Linked DNA regions of Mus musculus: region 2 is linked to region 1. The links are chromatin contacts, called in public HiChIP or PLAC-seq maps. All regions are on one chromosome and are shown on one strand. Each heading gives the region's core, a stretch centred on a gene start, on an enhancer-like site or on the middle of the called end of the contact. The rest is flanking DNA. Distances are from core to core; before and after follow the strand shown.

Evidence for each region. HiChIP or PLAC-seq counts read pairs in DNA pulled down with a chosen protein or histone mark.
Region 2: an H3K27ac HiChIP or PLAC-seq map of microglia shows a contact between it and region 1, with 4 times the contacts expected there. The contact joins two enhancer-like sites. A contact is called at or near these places in 2 of 484 Hi-C or Micro-C datasets (bone marrow-derived macrophages and embryonic stem cells) and 1 of 115 datasets of contacts at active chromatin or transcription factors (microglia).

What each region holds. Positions count from the first base shown.
Region 1 is chr2:160,040,599-160,047,146 of GRCm38.p6, forward strand. 9130015L21Rik (RIKEN cDNA 9130015L21 gene) reads left to right here. Exons shown (of 4, transcript NR_040499.1): 4 at 1-22. Among named protein-coding and RNA genes, the nearest start is that of 9130015L21Rik, 27 kb to the left of the region's middle. Within about 2 kb of position 3,858, at least 13 of the 459 cell types and tissues checked have an H3K27ac peak or open chromatin away from gene starts, as enhancers often do. A contact at or near this core is called in microglia, where this site is marked.
Region 2 is chr2:160,273,567-160,280,114 of GRCm38.p6, forward strand. It overlaps Gm46773. Among named protein-coding and RNA genes, the nearest start is that of Gm34805, 27 kb to the left of the region's middle. Within about 2 kb of position 2,900, at least 19 of the 459 cell types and tissues checked have an H3K27ac peak or open chromatin away from gene starts, as enhancers often do. A contact at or near this core is called in microglia, where this site is marked.

The DNA.
Region 1 (6,548 bases), core at 2,608-5,107:
ATAATAAATGTTTAATTAACTACTTCTTTCTTCCATTTTTTAATTAGGTATTTATTTCATTTACATTTCCAATGCTATCCCAAAAGTCCCCCACACAACCCCCCCCCCACACTCTCCCACCCACCCACTCCCACTTCTTGGCTCTGGCTTTCCCCTGTACTGAGGCATATAAAGTTTGCATGACCAATGGGCCTCTCTTTCCACTGATGGCCGACTAGGCCATCTTCTGATATATATGCAGCTAGAGACACGAGCTCCGGGGGGAACTGGTTAGTTCATATTGTTGTTTCACCTATAGGGTTGCAGATCCTTTTAGCTCCTTGGTTACTTTCTCTAGCTCCTCCATTGGGGGCCCTGTAATCCATCCAATAGCTGACTGTGAGCATCTACTTCTGTGTTTGCTAGGCCCCGGCATAGTCTCAGAAGAGACAACTATATCTGGGTCCTTTCACCAAAATCTTGCTAGTGTATGCAATGGTGTCAGCGTTTGGAAGCTGATTATGGGATGGATCCCTGGATATGGCAATCACTAGATGGTCCATCCTTTCGTCACAGCTCCAAATTTTGTCTCTGTAACGCCTTCCATGGGTGTTTTGTTCCCAATTCTAAGGGACAAAGTGTCCACACTTTGGTCTTTGTTCTTCTTGAGTTTCATGTGTTTAGCAAATTGTATCTTATATCTTGGGTATTCTAAGTTCCTGGGCTAATATCCACTTATCAGTGAGTACATATTGTGTGAGTTCTTTTGTGATTGGGTTACCTCACTCAGGATGATGCCCTCCAAGTCCATCCATTTGCCTAGGAATTTCATAAATTCATTCTTTTTAATAGCTGAGTAGTACTCCATTGTGTAAATGTACCACATTTTCTGTATCCATTCCTCTGTTGAAGGGGCATCTGGGTTCTTTCCAACTTCTGGCTATTATAAATAAGGCTGCTATGAACATAGTGGAGCATGTGTTTTTCTTACCAGTTGGAACATCTTCTGGATATATGCTTAGGAGAGGTATTGCTGGATCCTCCGGTAGTACTATGTCCAATTTTCTGAGGAACCGCCAGACTGATTTCCAGAGTGGTTGTACAAGCTTGCAATCCCATCAACAATGGAGGAGTGTTTCTCTTTCTCCACATCCTCACCAGCATCTGCTGTCACCTGAATTTTTGATCTTAGCCATTCTGACTGGTGTAAGGTGGAATCTCAGGGTTGTTTTGATTTGCATTTCCCTGATGATTAAGGATGTAAAAAAAAATCAAATTTTGATTTTGCCTACATTGTATTACCCCATTTCTCTGTGCCCTAGAAGTTCACAGAGCTCCTCAGTTGTGCTTTCGAACACAAGTCAGTGCAAGTATATGTGTGTCGTGTATGTGTGGAAACATCTCATGTGAGTATGACGATGAATAAAGTACATATTTGCATAAATGCCACACTGGTACTACTCCGTGTGTTTGTTGTGTGGTGGGACAGCTTTTGGAGAGGCAATATGGTCATTTATGAAGAACAGTTCCAGCCAGTGGCTAGTGTAGACATCAACACAGACAATCCTGAGAAACACTGATATAGAAATTTAAAAAATAATTTTTCTACGGGGAAACAGATGAGGGGTGCATCTGTGGGAGGTAGTTGAGGGGAACTGGGAGTAATGGGAGAGTGGAAAATGCACTAGGGGCATACTGTATGAGAAAAGAATACATTTTTTTTTAAATCTGAAGTGAGGAGCCAAGAGATAGGTGTGACCTTTCTCAGTGATGAAGTACGATGTTGAAACTTGGATGGATGTACAGGAAGGATTTTAGAAGGAGCTGGCCTTTGACATGGACACTAAACACAGAGACCCACAACCCAGGATGAGTTACTTCACAGGTAGAAGTAGAGAAGCCTATGTCTGACAGAGGGGAGAGATGAAGCTGAGGAGACTGAGAACATGTTCATGTCTGCTGGGCCTGGAATTATGGGAAATGTGGATGAAAGCTAAGACAGGGAAGTTTGTTAAGGCACATCTTAGACAAATGGGGCGTGAAGTGTAAATTCTATGTATTAGTCTGCAGGTGAGGGTGGCCTCTGAAGATAGTGACTGAGCCAAGATCAATCTTTTCCTTAACTAAGTTGTTTCTGTCTCCTATTTTGTCATTGCTATAAGGAAAGAAACTAATACTCAGAGTGAAGGGCAGATTTAAGAGTAAGGGAGGAGAGGGGTAAATTAGCCTCCTTACTTACTGAGGATATAAAACCAGCATATCTCAGTACAGTTTAGAGGCCAGCTGTGTCTATAAGTCTGCTTCTCAACAGGGAAGGAAGTAGAATTATCTTCCTTATATTTTCAGACATGTGTTAAATGCATTTAAAATACTGTTTGACAATTCCTTTTAAATTTTCAACATTTTCTCCTGTCACCTCAAATCAAAGCCTAGAGGACCTCATGAGCCATTTCTAGAACTTAAAAGAAACAAAGAGAGAGAGAGAGAGAGAGAGAGAGAGAGAGAGAGAGAGAGAGAGAGGAGGAAGGAAAGAAGGAAGGAAGGAAGGAAGGAAGGAAGGAAGGAAGGAAGGAAGGAAGGAAGGAAGGAAGGAATGAAGGAAGGAAGGAGGGAGGGAGGGAGGGAGGGAGGGACGGAGGGAGGGAGGGAGGGAGGGAGGGAGGGAGGGAGGGAGGGAGGGAGAAAAGAAAGGAAAGGAAAGGAAAGGAAAGGAAAGGAAAGGAAAGGAAAGGAAAGGAAAGGAAAGGAAAGGAAAGGAAAGGAAAGGAAAGGAAAGGAAAGGAAAAAGTTACTGTCTTGGTTACTTAGTTACTGCTCTATTGCTCTGAAGAGATAACCATTACCAAGGCACTTATAAAAGGAGCTTGCTTACAGTTTCAGAAGGCTAACAGCAAGCAGGCAGGCATAGCAATGGAGCAGTAGCTGAGAACTTATATCCTGGCAAGCACCCTTGAAAGCTCAAAGCCTCTCCCTACTGACACACCTCCTCCTACAAGGCCACTCTCCCAATACTCCCTAAGCAGTTCCAACAACTGGACACAAAACACTCAAATCCATAAGCCTATCGGGGCCACTCTCCTTCAAACCCCAACATTCACCCAATCATTTTCAGTTTAGGGGTGTGGCACCCTTGTTGGAAAGGTGCAAAGGTGACTGGAAAGTCAAGACAGTAACTTCAATCCCCCGAGCCTGACATAAATGAGAGCTGACATGAAGTCCACAAAAAGAAGTCAGGCCAAGGCCTCCTACTGTTTACACGTTTTCCCACCCTGCTTTCTACTCTTGCCTTCTTCCCATGGTATCTTGGCCTGAAATCTTCTGTGGTAGTGGTCACACTTGAAAGTCTAGATATTCTCATGTTTTTATCTTAACCAAAAATAACTTTATTGGTTAAGTAAACAATTGTCTGTTTGCACATTAGTTTATATATCAGAGACCTAAACTAGCCTGCTAACAAGTTCCTACACAGATGACACACTTAGACTAAGTTAGCAAAGTAGGGAACACTCCCTGTGCAGGCTATTGTAATTTTAATCTATCTTTAAAAAGAACCACTGATTTCCGTTCTAAGCATCCCGTTCCAGCTTTTCCAACCTTCCATCTTGGACTCTAAGCTGTCCTTGCCCTGAGAAGGTAGGTCACCCTGGATACAGTTCTTTCTCCGCTAGATACAGCAACCCCTGCTCCAAGAGTCTGGGCATCAGTGGCCACACCAGCAATGTTGGAGCCTCTGGATGGTTGGGCTCTGCCTCAGGCCTGCTTTGCACTTGGGCTCTGTTTTTAGAACTGAAGCCCCAGCCTGACCTCCAATCCACTTGGCTGGGCCTCAAACACCTGTTCAGCCTACACATTGGTGCCATTCTCTAAGTGAGGCGACCTGCCTAGAACCTGACCCTGTGTGACTGATTACCCCCTTGTAGGACACTCCACTGTCATCTGTGGAACCCAGATCAGATCCTTGTAGATTTATTTTCCAGACTGGCAAGAGGTGTGGTCACTTGTCCCTGTTTTTTTAGCACCTAAATACAAGCCCTGTCCTGTCTTGACTTCCCCCATTTCTTTTACACGGAGTCTCCGAATTCATAACCTGGGCTTTTTAAGGCATTGGGGAGGGGAGAGATCTGAGAAATCTAAACTCTGCAGTCTGTAAATGAGGAACTATGGCTCAGGGAGGGGAAGCACATTCCCCCTCGTCACACCCAGAGCATGTAACAGATGTGAGGTACAAGCCTAGTGACTGAGCAGCAAGTGGCCAGGAATCTGGTCAGAATGCCAGGGTTGGGGCCTCTCTCTGGCTGTCCTTTCACCGTCTACAGAGACATTTCTTTCTGGGACCACACATTTAGCAGGTGATTTCTTTTTATAAAAGTAGCCAAGTTCTTCTATTTTAAAAAAGATCCACCTCCTCTTTCAGCATCCAGGAATGGTCAGGGTGTTATGGTCTGTTGGTAGCTTGTGATGGATGGATGAGAAGAGCCATGGCATGAGGAAAGAGTTGGTGCTTCTCTCTCCCTCCATTTTCTGTGACTTGGGAAAAGAAGGTTTAGAACCAAAGGTTCCAAACAGTTATCAATTCAGCACACCTTCCTGGCTCTTTGACAAAACCTACTTATTGATTCAGTGAGCTATTTGGATTATCAGTAAGAGTCCTTACAGCCATATCCTGAATGGTGTACAGACAGATGGACAAACATGTGTAGTACCTGACCATGGAAATGTGTACTTAGTGTAATTTGGCATGTATTCTATATGGTTGGGGAGGGGGACGTCTTTCCTTATTCTCTTCTGTGCTGCTGGAGCCTCTACCTGGACGTTTCCATACATGACCAAATTCTGAAGTAAGAAATTAGCCCAGGGTTGAAGTCGTCTTGAATTCCATCTCCTTTATCCTCCATCTACTGGCATGTAGTTTCTGATTGAGCAGATGAAGTCTACAGACTACCCCTTCCATTTGGCAAACAAACAACTCTGTCCTGATTTACACACACACACACACACAAACACACACACACACACACACACACACACACACACACACACACACATCACCATAAGCTAGACCAGAAATATGCAAGTGCTTCGCACATCACAAAAGCATTTAAATCTCCTTTTGAATGCACACTGCAGATCCTTTAGACTCAATGGAGCCTGGGCAGTTTCAATATAGATGGACAACTGCATGCCTCAATCTCAGATGTTCAATCTCCCTCACATGAGAGCAAAGGTACTGCCAGATCCAGAGAGATCTTAAGATTCATAAAATAGTGAACCTTTATTTAAAAAGACTTTTCATAAACAACAAAACACAAACATGATAGACACATGAAAACTATTTTAAAATACCAGCCATGCTTTCGGATATGAATTCTGACTCAGTTACGACCCTGCTTTGCTGCGCTGGCCGATTGGGGAGGTGTGTTATGACTTCTTTCACTATGATCAGAATGAGACAAGGCATTTCCCTGCATGCTACCAAGACTAGTGTCTAAGGTTCAGAAGAGCCTTTGAAAAGGGTGGTTGACTAGAATGATCAGGGAGACAGACACAGGCAGCCATACTCACCTGCAAGATGAGAGAGGCTTGTCACCTTTGCTGGGGCACATACTGTTAGGGTCCGTATCTATTTACCTCGAGAAAGCATGATTCCTCCCCTCAAACCCTGAGTTCTCCCCAAAACATCTAATCTCAAAGGGTAAAACCAAAGTGTGGAGGTGAGGAGGTCCCTTGACAAACCATATTTAAGATAGAATTTTCTTATTAAAAATGAGAAACCATTATTACTGCTCACATTCAGCATGAGCAATGAGAACCAGCATGGCTTCCCTGACCAGATAATTAACACAGTGTGTGCCTCTCTCCTGCACTGGGTAGGAAGCCCAAGCCCACCAATGAGAATGTGGATTTACAGAATGACATGGATATTTACCAATGACAGTATCGAACAGATACCCTTGCAGTGGGGGAAGGAGAGAAAAGTAGCTCCCCTGAGCAGCACTCTGATGCTGTAGGGGATCAGGCCAGAATTGCTAGCCCTTGGGGGTGTTTATTCATTTTCCCCTGAAAGAGACAGGAGTAGCAGGAAACACATCCAATGGGAGTGTTCACAAACCTCAACCAAATAGACAAGTGGGAGAGAGGGACGTTAGAGACAAGTGCTGATCTTCAATTTGGAATTGGGCAAAATCCCTACCCTTTCAAAGTAGAAGGTCATCGTCAAGAAAGATGAGCCCCTAGAAGGTCAGAAACCATGCAAAGATTGTTCCAGAATGTACTAGAAAGCTTCATACCCAGCTCCTTCCTCCCCCCCCCCCCATTTAGCTGGGTTTATGTCCCACGATATGCATATATGTTTTTCTATGTATGTCTGTCTTTACAGCTAAGACAAGATAAAGGAAGGAAAGCCCTTCTGCCACAGGACTTCATGGGCATCCCAGCATAACATTTATAATAATGACTCTGTCACTCATCAAAGATGCTCTACAGGCCAGCCCTCCCTGGGCCTCAGCAGCTCTCTGATCCCACAACCAGCTCAGCCTGTAATTGCAAACACCCTGCCCCCGGGAAATGTC
Region 2 (6,548 bases), core at 1,650-4,149, 230 kb after region 1:
AGAGACATAAGGAATGCAGTGAGGAGGATTTTGCCAGTGCTCCTGGAAGGAGATCTCAGGGCCACATTGATTGTGGTCATCATTGGCCTTCAGGTCTTTCCTCTGTGGGTTTCAGTGGGTGACAAACACTCTGTGCTCAGCGGGACTTTATTTCTGCTGTTTTCATCCTAGCTGCTACCTTAACCATTTTGCAATGTAAAGAGAGATGACTAAGAATCTCTTTCTATTAGACAATCTATACATTTGATGTCTCTTACCTTTTACTATCACTGTTGTTAGTTTGGTCATCGAATGATGAATGGTTTATGTTATCCCTTAAGCCCAAGAGCATAGATAGGTAGATAGATAGATAGATAGATAGATAGATAGATAGATAGATAGATAGATAGATAGATAGATAGACAGACAGACAAATGGGATGTCTTCTGGACGTGTGATCGAGTCTAGCTGATGTTTAACAGGCAGTTAAATTTTAGGATGCATTGCTGAAAGTTTCAATGAATTTTCAAATACATGAAAAGGGTATTGTGCTTTTTAAAAGAGATACACAGTACTTATATAACTGTACTTAGAACATATCTAAAGTGTCAATCAGTGATGTGGCAGGGGAATACTGAGAGATGAGGGCTATGACAGGCAGGATAGTAAAGAGCTGGATAAGTCTAGGGTCCAAGAAAGGATGTGATCAAATATGTGCTCCCTAGCTACATGGAGGAGGTCGATTAGGAGGCCTCCATAATAACTCCAGGAGCAATGATCAGCACCCAGATTTAGGCTCAGAAGTGGCGTTTAACGGTAAGGGAAAAACATGATGGTTATTTAGGCAAGAGGATGAAGGTTCTGGTACCTCATTAGAAGGATAAGCCAAGAGATCAAGGGAGATAGGGAACACACCAGGGTTTTTGAGTTAAGTGACGATACGTTATTGCAGCTGCTAAACTCCTTACTTGCATGTAAAGTAAGAAATTGTAGATAGCAAAAATTTTATTTATTTCCCTCATACATCTTTAGTCCTTGGAAACATGTCCTTGAAATTTCTGCCATCAAAATAAGGAGTCTAGGGCCCTATACTTCTTGAATACGGGCTGCCATATGGCTAGCTTTCTGGCCATCCACACCACCTCATTGATTACAAACCATCAGTATCACTCCCTAGAGATGCACATATCCAAATCACTGGTATTCCCCACATGTTCCCAGACTGACTTCCTTCTCTCCATAGCCACTAGAAGGATACTTTTAAAGTAAACCACTTGTGTATCGCAGCTTGTACAGACTGGCTTCTTCTTACAGCAGAAACCAGATCCATATAAAAGCTTACAGCATCCACTACTACCTCCCTATCTGTCTCCTATAGCATCCAGTAGGCCTCCAATATATATGTTCTTCCTTGACAGCCTTCCTTGAGTCCTAATTCTCTACCAAGTATTTAAACCTGCTGGTCTCTGTCTGGAGCATTGTGTCACAAAAAGCCACTACCCACCTTCTGTTCATTCCCCCATAGCCCTACATCTCTGTCCCTTCCACAGGAACATGCTCCCTGATCATCCAGTCTAGATAAAGTCCTCCAAAACCCTGTTTTCTTTCCAAACGTTTACATCAGTTTACAATTGTGAATTCACTGATGTGACCATATGACTACTCTTTTTAAACTACAACCCCCCAAAGAGCACAGCATGCCTCTTTCTGTGCAATCTTGCAAGCCCAGGCCCTGGTGCAGAGCAGCTCATAGCATTAAATGGAAAGATGAGTCAATGAATCAATGAATCAATGAATCAATGAATGAGGATCAGTTCATATATGGGCGTTGGCTGAGGTCCCTTATTTAGCAATCAAGAGAGACGGGAGAACTGGATGAGCTAGGAATGAACAGTGGAGGGAAGAGTTGTTGAAAGATTAAGAACCCTATGCTGAGACATCCCATTGTCTCTCTGCAACTGGCAAGGCCCCGTTGTCATCGGCTTATTTCTGCACCAAGGAAGGATATAAATTATGCCTATTCCCTTTCAGACCAATGGCACAACACATTCACCTTCTCACTTTGGGAATCTTAGATAGTTCTCTAGATTCCTCAGAAATTGGGAGAGTGCATCAAGGAGACAGAAAGAAGGATGTGTTTGTTACAGTCACTTCTCCAAGGAAGAAACCAGAGAACAGAAGCAAGTATACATGTATATGTATGTGTGTGTGTGTGCACAAAGGGGTAGACAGAGACAGAGACAGAGAAAGCAAAGAGAGATATAGAGATAGAGATGGCAGGACATTGAGACAAATAAGGAGGACAGAAAGAGATAAGGACACACTCTAAAAAATAAACAACCCCAATCGGATACCTAGATCTTGAATGACATCGCCACCAGTGACATAGTTAGATTTCTTTCATGTTCTGGGAATTCTGCTTGCTGTTGGGAACACCACATTTGTTTCTTGGGGTCCAGAGCCTTGATACAGTGTGGTGTATGCTGAGACTCTGAGTGGACACTCACTCTCAGTTACAGTCCATGCTGAGAGGGAAGTACAGGAGCCAAAGCAACAGAGAGAAGGGCACCTGACCTGGCCTGGAAGTCAGCAGAGACTTGTGAGAGGAACTGAGAGCAAAGCTGCTTCACGATGACCCCTCCACACCTCAACTTCCTCATACTTGACTAGAGCCCATGAGTCCCACCGCCCAGAAGAATGGTGTTAGCATGCCCTTAGTGAGCGATTACTTTGTGCCAGCTGCTAACTGAAGCATTTGAACGCTATCTCATGAATCCTATATCACAAATCTAGAAAGTATATATAAATACCTCTCTATTACAAAAGCGTAAACTGACCTTTAAGGAAGTCAGGACAGTGCTGTCACTATGACCTGTCTTTCTGACATCACCCTGAGAGGCAGGGTGCTCTGTCCCCTCTATACTTTGACCATGAAAGTCTTTCAGCTCAAAATAAACCATCAACAGATTTCAGTTCCTTTTCTGCCCTCCCCTCACCCTCCACTTTCCTCCATAAAGGAATAAAACCATAAGAGATCCCAGAATCTTCTGACTTTTCATTTATTTCTCTGGATTTTGTGGGGACAATTTTCCTAAATAACTCTAGTCTACAGAAGGGTCCAGAAGGGAGATCAAGTTGTGGAGGACTTTTCCAACTTCCAGAACAATAAACCGAATTCCTGAGTCCATCTACATCCTTGATCCCTACTCAGGGGAGGTGCCAAGGAAGGGAATACCAGCTCTGCACTAACAGAATGTAAGCATCCACTCAGAGACTCAGCATACACCACACTGTAGCAAGGCTCTGGAACCCTAGAATCAAGTGCGGAATTCCCAGGACACCAGCACATGAAAGAAAATTAACCACGTCCCTGGTGGCAATGTCATTCAAAACTATTTGATCTAGGTGTCTGAATGGGGTTATTTCTTTTTAAGAGTGTGTCCCTATCTCTCCGTCCCCATTATCTGTCCCTGTGTCCTGTCTGTCTGTCTCTGTATCTATCTGTGCTCTGTGCTCTCTCTCTCTCTCTCTCTCTCTCTCTCTCTCTCTCTCTCTCTCTCTCTCTCTCTCTCTGTGTGTGTGTGTGTGTGTGTGTGTGTGTGTGTGTGTGTGTGTGTGTGTGTGTGTGTTCTAAGGAATTCAGAGAACTATCTAAGATTCCCAAAGGAAGAAGGTGTTTGTGTTGTGCCATTGGTCTGGAAGAGAATAGGAGTCATTTATATACTTCCTAGGTACAGAAAGCACCTGGGGCTAGAGGCAACTGAGTTTAGAGACCAGCTGCCAAGGTCTCCCAATGATGCTTTCCAAAAGTCAGTTCAACTCCCAAGATGCTCGCAGCCTGACCTCACCCTGCAGCCTCCGAGGCTTGTGTTGAGAGCTACAGAGCCCCAGCCAGGGCCCGCCAGCCCCTCCTGAGGACTGGCTCCACCTCACCTCTTCAATGCATCACCTATCAGCCCAGCCCTGACTCCCCTCTGACCCATGCTAGGCTCTTATACTGTATTTCAAGGTTTAGTCTCACGAAAGATGCATTTACTCAGCCCTCTGATTTACTCATTCACGCATTATTGAGGCACCAAACTGCTCTTCCCTTCAAAGAGCAAAATTGGGGGGCGGGCATGATGCTAAAGTCACTGGGACAGGGTCCTGCTTTCCCAGCTCAGCTCATCTGAGGGTGACTGTCATGACCAGCCCCAATTCAATACAATGACACCCAGAGACTCTGCCCCAAATGAGTAGGACCTAAGCTTGCTGTTCACTTGCTATGGTAGCAGGATTTAGTAGATACTTGGGTCCTGGGAGTCCTGAGACCCTCAGATTTCTCTGAGATGCAGTTCCTAAGCCATATTCTTTATCCTGGGCTCAGCTGACTTTTCAGCTTCCATAAACCAACCAAGTACATGAGCTTTAGAGTTGACAAAACTTAGACTCAAAATTGCATTCTGTCATCTTCTAGCCTCGTGATCTTAACCAAACTGTAAAATATATATATATATACACACACACATACATACATATATATATATATACACATATGTGTGTGTATGTGTGTGTTACCCTCAGTTTTCTGCCTATAAAATGGGTTTAGTTGTAGTAGTACCTGCTTGATAGAATTAGCTTGGCAAGCAAATGAAAGAATACACACAGTTTAACCCAGTTTCTCAACCTCAATACTATTGATATTTCAGTCCAGAAAAAAATATTCTCTTGGCCATCCTATGCATTATTATAAGATATTAGTAGAAACTCTGACCTCTATTCTTTCTGGGGCAGTAGCAAAACTCCCCTGGTTGTGATAAATGAATGTTTTCAAGCTTTCTCACAAGTTGCCTGCTTGTCTTTAAGTGGTTTAACACAATGTCATGAAAATAATGTGTATTGAGTTGATATTAGCTCTTATCAGCATTGGTCACTGGAAATCAAGCTACTTAGAGTTATCTTGCCTTGACCAAATCTTTCCAGTTTAGTATCCACAGGCTTACCTCTAATGCCAGGCTTCCTCTGCACCATCACAAGCACTCTTCAAGATATCTGAGGTTTTAGTCCTACTGGTAGTATGGTTAGCAATGTCTAGACAGGTATCTTCCATGTCATACCAAACAGATGAGATCTGCACCCTGAGAATGTCATAAGAAACAGAATTGGGCGCGGGTGCTAAATCAGGAAAAGTTTCTAAAGGTAATTCAATTTGGAGCTTAGAAAGAACAGAAGTCAGCGTTGAGAGATTCAAGGGCACTAAAAACATAGCATCCAACCAATGTAATAAGACATGAAAAAAGATGACAGTTTACAACTGGTATAATTGGTGAGTGGAGTGGTCCACCTAATTATTTTGTATCTAAAGAAAGTAAAAGGAAGCAAACCATAGAATGTCACACTATGCAAAAATAAAAACAACTAGAAACAGAATTCATTTCACCAGACTCTACAAGGGATTCCAATATGCACAAATATGTATGTATGGAATTACACTATCCTGAGCCCAGCACTTTTAGGCACCTTGTTGGTAGAACTCAGAGACTGAGTAAAATCATGAGTATGTACATCTAAGAAACATGGACGTAGGCTATTGTGTACCCTCTGGATTGTCATATCCCGAAAGATCATCCAGTCCCCTATTAACTAATTCCCTTCACTTTTCCATTCATCCTGCTGTATATTCCTCCCTCTTCTCCATCCCTCCTTCCCCACAAAATCTGGCCAGGCTTTAGAAGGACTGTTCAGTACTTTCTGGTCCTACCTGACTCACTGTTGTGTGGTTTAGCATCACCTCCTTTGATAAGAACTTCTATTAAGTGCTTACTTTGAACCAAGGACTTCATATGCATTGTCTGTCTGCAAACCAATGATCATTTCTATTTACCTCATTGTCCAGATAATAAAATGGGACTCAGACAACCTCCTCTGTGGAAAAGAACTATAGTACTAATAAGATAGAATAAATAGGTTGGGCAGTAGGTGGGAGACAGAGACTTATGAATCCTTACTGGGAAGAGAGATAATCTCCCAGAATTGACCTTTTCCACTTGCATCTGGTGAATATGGAATCATCAAGTAGCTAGAATTGGGTGGTAGCAGTGTTAGATCTCCTGTTGGGATTCATAAATAGGTTTCATCTTTCCCTCTTCTTCTCTTTCTCTCCTTCGCCACCCTTCCCATTCTTTGCCTCTCTCCTATCCCTAGCACACTTAAAAAGCTCATAACCTTTTCAGAGACCATGCTCATGCCATTACCTGGCTTGCATCTGTCTTCATCTGGTCTCTAAGTCACAGGTGGGTGGAGATTACAAGGCTCCGCCTGTCTTGATATCTGACCTCCAGCTCCTGACCCACTTCTGACTAAGCCACCTGTGGAGTCATCCAAGAGTATGACCCACTTCCCACAGAGCTCCTCCCCAGATGTGCTTCCCCGTGGACCTTCTTGTGCCCCGATGTTCCTACAGCCTGGAGGCACCAGCACCTCCCCTTACGGACTGTCCCACCCTCCCAGCCCTTAGCTGGGTGTAGTCCTGGATTCCAACCTCTTCTCCCACTCCAGTTTTTTGCTTCTCTCTGCTGCTCTAACCTATC